Regions from separate parts of the Gossypium hirsutum genome. Here region 2 is linked to region 1. A link is a contact called in public Hi-C data. All regions are on one chromosome and are shown on one strand. The core of a region is the stretch at or near the end of the contact, and the rest is flanking DNA. Distances in the headings are between cores, read along the strand shown.

Region 1 (3,484 bases), core at 969-3,468:
TGCGCTGGAGTTTCCCATTAATTAGAACTTGTGAGATTAGTGGCTTTTCTAGATTGATATAAATAGTTATATGCGCGTATCGTCTTCTCGATCTACTATCTATATTGAAATCCAACTTAGTCACCTTCCCAACCATTCCTTCAATTTCCCATAAAACCTCATTTTTATAAATCTAATTCAAGCAAGAATAGTAATAGGGTGTGGATTCAAAGGATTAAAATCAATTGTCCATGGCTGCACTGTTAGATATTGTCCAAAGAAAACCCAAGGTCCTTGTGATAAAACCTTTTCATAATCATCAAAATTATGGAACTTTGCTAAAAAATAGTTTTTTCTATATTCATAGGCTAAAAAGGTTGAAATGGTCTCCACAACACATAAACCTTATTCTGCAAAGCCACAACACCAATATTCCTTCCCAACAGCTTGAGGGTCACAGAGGTAGACATGTCCTTGACTAAGAGTTTTTGAACTCTATCCAAAAATTCAATAGCATAGATACCATTGATGACCGACTTCTTAACATCACCTTTAAGAAGGGAGAAATCCCCATCATAGAGTGAACATCACTCAACCCTTTTGATTAAGTAAAACCTTTCCCCAAAACCATATCTTTCCATGACAAGGTTGGCGTCGGCGTTGGTTCAACAGCCATCTCAACATCCGAAGTAGGCTCTAAGTCTTTGAACCGTACCTTCTTGGTGCTTCGATTCCTAGGAGATTTTCCCCCTTACTGTTGCTTTCATAGAGAGAATCCATTGCCAAATTTCGATTTTAAAATTAGTTGTTGGGATGAATTATGATATAAATTTTTTTTTGGTGAATTACAAGAGGAGGGCAAAGCCCTAACAACAACGCGACTAGCGCAACTTAAACTCAAGCCACACTTGGGGCAGTGAATACCCTGACCATTAGGCCAACACACCTAAGGTCGGTGAATACATAAATTGTGACATTAATACCATTAAAATTTTAACATTTTAATTAACTTTATAATAAAAATATTAATTTAATTATTTAAAATTTAAATGTTAACTTTATGTTTGTGCCATATTATTGATTTATTTCATTTGAGTATATGGTTGAAGTTGAAGGTTGTACCATATTATTAATTCTTTTATCATTTTAAACGTGGTTAAAATGATAAAAGAATTATGACTAAAGTAAAAAAAAAATTAATTAACAGTAAAGGTTAACTTTATTTTTGTGCCATATTATTGATTAATTTCATTTGGGTATATGGTTGAAGTTGAAGATAGTACTTAAAATGCTATTTCATAGGGTCAGTGCCGCCAACGTTGGGTAATCTCACCATACTCGATACTCTGTCTCTTCAAGAAAATAATTTCACGGGTGAGTTACCAGGAAAAATTTTGATTTTTGTCTTTGTTTTCTTTTTCTTTTTCAAGTTTGACTAATCAATTTTTTTAAAAAAAGAATCTAACAGGTTTTATTCCTTCTAAGCTTACCAACTTGACCCAACTCTTTGAATCTACTCGGGAACATGCTACATGGATTAGTCCAAAGCTCAATCTGGAGACTTGAGAAACTTAAAATTTTTACTGTGGCGACAATAGATATGCAATATTTGTTTGTCCTTGAATAATTTCTATTTAGTTTCTCCAAATAATAGCAATGCCACCCATCATCAAGCTCAGCTTGTTGATATAGCATTACGATACTACCATCGAAAAGAGTTCCCATATTTCTTGCGCAACCAACATCGATTACAGCTTCTTGATCTTTCTTTAAACAACATTCAGGGCCAGATACCGCAGTGGATGTCCAAAGTGAGCACTGAAACCCTGCTGTTTTTAGACCTTTCATACAACTCCCTCACCGATTTCGATGACTTCCCACTTGTTCTTCCATGGTCTAAACTGCAATATCTGAAACTTGATTCCAACATTATCCGAGGTTCTCTCCCAGTTCCACCCTTGTCTACAGTTTTCTATTGCATCTCCAACAATTTTCTCAAGGGAGAGATCCCACAGTTGTTGTGCAATCTCAACTTTCTTTCCATTCTTGACTTTTCCTACAATAACATGAGTGGTGGGATCCCAGTGTCTGAGCAACTTCAACAAGTCTTTATTAGTACTAAAGGTGCGGTCCAACCAGTTAGCGGGTCCCATTCCAAATGGTTGGGAAAGTGGAAACAGATTAAAAGTGATAGATTTAAGCAAAAACAAATTGCAAGAGAAGATTCCAAAATCGCTGATGGAGTATAAAATGTTGGAATATCGTGATCTTGGAAACAATCAGATTAGAGATGCATTCCCTTCTTGGTTAGGGTCTCTTCCAGAATTGAATATTCTTAGTTTATCTTCTAATGCATTTTATGGTAGGATGGAGAATCCTAATTTGAATCTTATTGTCTTTCCCAAGTTGCGAATCATTCGATCTTTCTCACAACAGATTCAATGGAACCTTGTCTTGGGGTTACTTTGAAAGATGGATTAGCATGAAAAATCTAGATGGAAAAAACTCGCCTCCTATATACAGGCTTGAAAGTTTAGACATGAGGATAAATATTATGCATGTTCCCAGGGATTATGATTACTCCATGACGATTACACACGAAGGCATGGAGATGAACTACCCAAAGATCATTCGAACTCTTGCAGCAATTGATTTCTCGGGCAACAGATTTGATGGAGAAATTCCAGAATCGATTGGGAAGCTCAAAGAGCTTCACTTGCTCAACTTTTCGAATAACAATCTCGTTGGAGGAATCCCAGTAGCCATAGCGAAGCTTACAAATCTTGAATCTTCGGATCTTTCTCAAAATAAGGTAGTGGGAAGAATTCCAATGGAGTTGAGTACTCAACTCACTTTCCTTTCAATCCTCAACGTCTCTCATAATCGTCTCACAGGGCTCATACCAGGAGGCGGCCAATTTGAGACTTTTCAAAGTAGCTCCTTTGATGGAAATCTTGGGTTGTGCGGAAAACCCTTGCTAAAAGAATGTAGCAGCAATTCTGGAAGCCTGCCACCTCCATCTTCGACTTCTTCGGAAGAGTTTGGATTGGATTGGAAAGTAGTGTTGTTGGGTTATGGATGTGAATTCCTATTTGGAGTGGTGATTGGGCATGTTGTGGTAAAAAAGAAACTAGATTAGTTTGCCAACACTTCCTCCAAATTTCCTGCAAGAAGGCGAAGGATGCATGTACTATAAAAAATCAAATGGACTTTGCAAGCACCATTGGGGATGGTAGGGATGAAGATTGTATCTTTCATCATTTTTTTCCCTCTATATGCATCTATGTCATGTATTATTAGAATGCGCCCATTCGCTTTTTTCATCAACTCTTGTTATAATGAAAAAGAAGTGGAGTTGGAAGAAGGATATAACATATTATTAGAATGTCTACTTGGGTTGGGTTGGGATAGTTTTTATATAGTTTCGAGCATACTATTCAAATCTTTAGTGGGAAATTATTTAAATCTAATAATGATTTAAAGAGTTATGGGTTTACGAGAGGAA
Region 2 (3,796 bases), core at 565-3,064, 190 kb before region 1:
TTGCAACAGTCACTTGGTTCCTTTGGAAGAACTGTAATGACTTTATCTTCAACAATGCTAGTGAGAGTAGTCAAAATTTAATAGCTTCGGTTATGGCATGGGCAAGATCATTTGGAACCAATGGCAACATAAAGCAAATGACATGCAAGTCGAGGACAAAAAATAGTTGGCAAAGGCCTGAACCAGGATGAGTCAAGAATAATATTGATGGCTCGATGTTGACAAGCAGACAAAGGGCAGCAATAGGAAGAGTGCTGAAAGGACCAAGTAGAGGGCGGTTGGTGGGTTTTGAAATGGTAACAGGTATGGTTGATATCTTCCAAATTGAAGCTCGGGATATCCTTAAAGGCTTGAAGCTAGCATGGATGAGAGGTTTCAGATAGGTTAAGTTGGAAAGCGACAATGCCATTTTGATTGATATTATTAGGAATGACTTTGCAACAAAGAGTAATACAGTGAAAGTCTAACTGATTCATGAGTGGTGTAATAGAGAATGACAATTTAAACTTCAACATGTCTTGAAGGAAAGTAACAAGGTTGCTGATTGCATAGCAAATGTAACAGGAAGTGAAATGAATAAATTGGTTGTATTCGTTGATCCAACTTCACATTTACCAAAGTTTCTGGAGGAGGATATTGACAACTCGATGCAAATAATGTCGTCTGGGCTCTAACTTTATTAGCATTTTATTCATGTTCTAAATCTTCTTTTTCACCAAAAAAAAATGAATCCCTTAACCAAAACATAACCCAAGAAAATACAAAAAATTGGAATCTTAAATATGATAAAGCAATAACCATAAAACCACATATTCATTAACCAATAAAATTCATTTCTAAAATCCCCTCAATCATTCAACATTCTGCAATCACTCTACACAGAATCAAAATTTTTTTTTCTTTTTTTCTTTTTTTCTTTTTTAACAAATTACCCCCTCACACAAAGTAAATTCCACTCAACACTTAATTCACTTAGTCATAACCTCTATACCAGTTTTCCCTGCAATGATGACAGAGGTAGCCATTCCTAAAAACAGCCCATGTTCCACTACACCTTCCAAGGCAGAAATCTCTTTCCCAGCTCCAAACCCATCTTTAATTGGATTCTTGAAATACAAATCCACAATGTAATTCCCATTATCAGTGACATAAGGCTTTTCACTACCATCCCCTACTAACCTCAACTTTGCTTCACAACCCAACTCTTTAAACAGCCCTTGCAGTCTAACTAGATTGTATTTCCAGCAAAACTGCACAACTTCAACAGGCATAGCTAGACCACTCCCTCCAAGCCCTGAAACTAGCTTACTATCATCGGCTACTACAATGAAGGAAGATGAAGCTGCTTCAACCATTTTCTCACGCAAAAGTGCACCGCCTCGGCCTTTAACCAAGTCAAGGTTAGGATCAACTTCATCAGCACCATCAATAGCAAGGTCAATACGGGGATGCAAGTCAAGGGTAGATAAGGGAATGTTAAGTGATGCAGCTTGTTCTTGTGTTCTTTTCGAAGTTGGGATACCTACGATGTTAGAAAGTTGGCCCGTGGAAAGGAGTTGGCCTATTTTGTCGACCACAAAAGCTGCTGTTGATCCTGTTCCTAGGCCTAGGATCATGCCTGATTTGACTGACTCAACTGCTTTGTCAGCTGCAAGCTTTTTAAGATCATCTTGGGAAAGCACTGGGGCGGCTTGGGACCTAATGGAGAATGGTTTCTGGGATGGGGTGCGTAGGTTCAGAGGGGTGCAGCGTAGGATAAGAGGGTTGGTGGAGGTGTGGTGGAGGGAGGAGAGGTTGAGGGATAAGGAAGCCATTGGTTTTTGGTGAATGGAATGAAAGCCTGAAAATGGGGTTGTAGATATGATGAAAGGTTGTGGTCAGTGGCTGTTGGATTGCATTTGCTTTGATATATGATCTGTGTTTGTTGGTTTTTGGAGAACTTGAGGTCAAAGATTGAAGGATAGGGAGAAGGGGCTGCTGAGATTTGGTTGGTTAATTGGTTAGATGATTACATTATTGGTTGGTGGGGACTCAATTTGTTTGTTTGAGAACTTGAGAGGGGTGTTGGGCCTCGGGAGGTTTGAGAATTTGGATTGGATATCTATACTGAAGATTGTCTCAAAAAGGAGGCTTCTTTCTTCTCTCAAAAGATTATCTCTTGACCATTTGAAAAAAATTACTGTCATTTTGGTTTGATCAGCAAGGCAAAGCTCTCAAAAACATGGCTTTGAACTTAAACGGCAGCGCCTGACATCCTTCTAGTTTCGTCTTTTTCCAAGAATTGATTAACCATTAAAAGTGGGCACTATAAAAGTTTGTCTTTTAACTTTCTCTCAAATTATTCTCGCTCCTTGTGGTTCTTTTTCCTTCACAAGACAATTTTTATATCAGCAATCTCATTAACCTCTTAAACCATGGCGGCTGCTGAATCAGCTACTGCAATTCAAAGAAACCAAGTGAGTATTCCAATAAAGTCTCTGTACCCTTTGTTTGGTTTCTGAAACAACTTGAGAAATTTAGTGGGAAAAACAAGGAATCTGGCAACTGATTATCTTTCGGATTTTTTTTTCTGGTTGATTGAAAAAGATTCGTTTGTTACTATGTTGTATATAAAATTTTCATCACATATTTCTTGGTGTAATTGCAAGAAAGATTCTTAAAACCTTTAACTTGATTGGGAATTTTTTTGTTTATTAGGTTGATCTCTTGGACTTTATTGATTGGTCTGGAGTTGAATGCCTTAACCAAAGCTCTGGTCACTCCCTGTCCAATGCTCTCAAGCAGGTGACTCTCTTCAAGCTATTCTTGTTTCTCTGTTCTTCATTTTTACTCCCTTAATACTAGCTAATTGTCAATTGTCATTGAATTATTTAGGCAGACATTTGTACTTTTTTTATGTTGGAAAAATCATGGTTTAGTTTATTACTTTAGGGTTGACTTCATTGTCCAATGCATTTATCTTGTCTTAAGTTGCTTTTGTGGGAATTGCATATTATGAAATAATTAAAAGTTTTATGGTCATGGATTATTTAGGGTTATAGAGAAGATGAAGGTTTTAATCTAGAGAGTGATGCAGATGAACAACTCTTCATATATATATCCCTTTCACTCAAGTCGTCAAACTACATTCCATTGACGTCAAGGGATCCGAAGAGGAAGGTGAAGTTTTGTATATGATTATCTTCCCATAAATCTTTATTAATTATGTTTATATGTATCTTTTAATTTGTACATTTATGCATCTGAATATCTGATCACGAAATCAAACTCATTGAATACCGGTTCCGAATCCCACCCTTACTAATTTTACCTTTGATGTTGTTGATTGTTGTAGTATTTTACCATGAAGATTGTCTTCTGCAGGTCCAAAGACGGTGAAACTTTTTAGGAACAGGGAACATATGGGGTTTAGGTAATTTGAATTATAACATTCTCGGGATTGGCTTAACATTTCACTGATGATATTTCATTGTACTTGAATGTAGTAATGTCAATGACTTCCCTCCAAGTGACACTGCTGTTTTATCTCCAGACAATCTTTAGGTAGCTCTTCTTTGTCAGTCTTTCATTGTCGGAAAACTGCTATTTTGTAAGGATATTTTAAGAAATCATTCTCTCTTCTTTTGCAGGGAAAATCAGTAGCCTTAAAGTGTGTCAAGTTTCAGAATGTTCGTAGGTACGTTTATAGTTTGCCCACTAATGTACCGGGTTTAGTCTTGATCATCACGTTAACCATACTAATGTTAATGGTACTTTATTATGTTTACCAGCTTGACAATATTTATTGAAGACAACC

Evidence for each region. A called contact is a pair of places that touch in the nucleus more often than the background predicts.
Region 2: a Hi-C map of leaf shows a contact between it and region 1, with 2.0 times the contacts expected there. The contact joins the promoter of LOC107926830 here to the promoter of LOC107926793 in region 1. A contact is called at or near these places in 2 of 34 Hi-C or Micro-C datasets (both in leaf).

The regions. Positions count from the first base shown.
Region 1 is chrD11:58,598,583-58,602,066 of Gossypium_hirsutum_v2.1, reverse strand. LOC107926793 (receptor like protein 26) reads left to right here and starts at 2,218. Exons shown (of 2, transcript XM_016857716.1): 1 at 2,218-2,438; 2 at 2,548-3,118. The coding sequence starts at 2,218. The coding sequence ends at 3,118.
Region 2 is chrD11:58,787,636-58,791,431 of Gossypium_hirsutum_v2.1, reverse strand. It overlaps LOC107926830 (probable ribose-5-phosphate isomerase 3, chloroplastic), which reads right to left and starts at 1,814. Exons shown (of 1, transcript XM_016857765.2): 1 at 795-1,814. The coding sequence starts at 1,814. The coding sequence ends at 969. It also overlaps the pseudogene LOC107926831.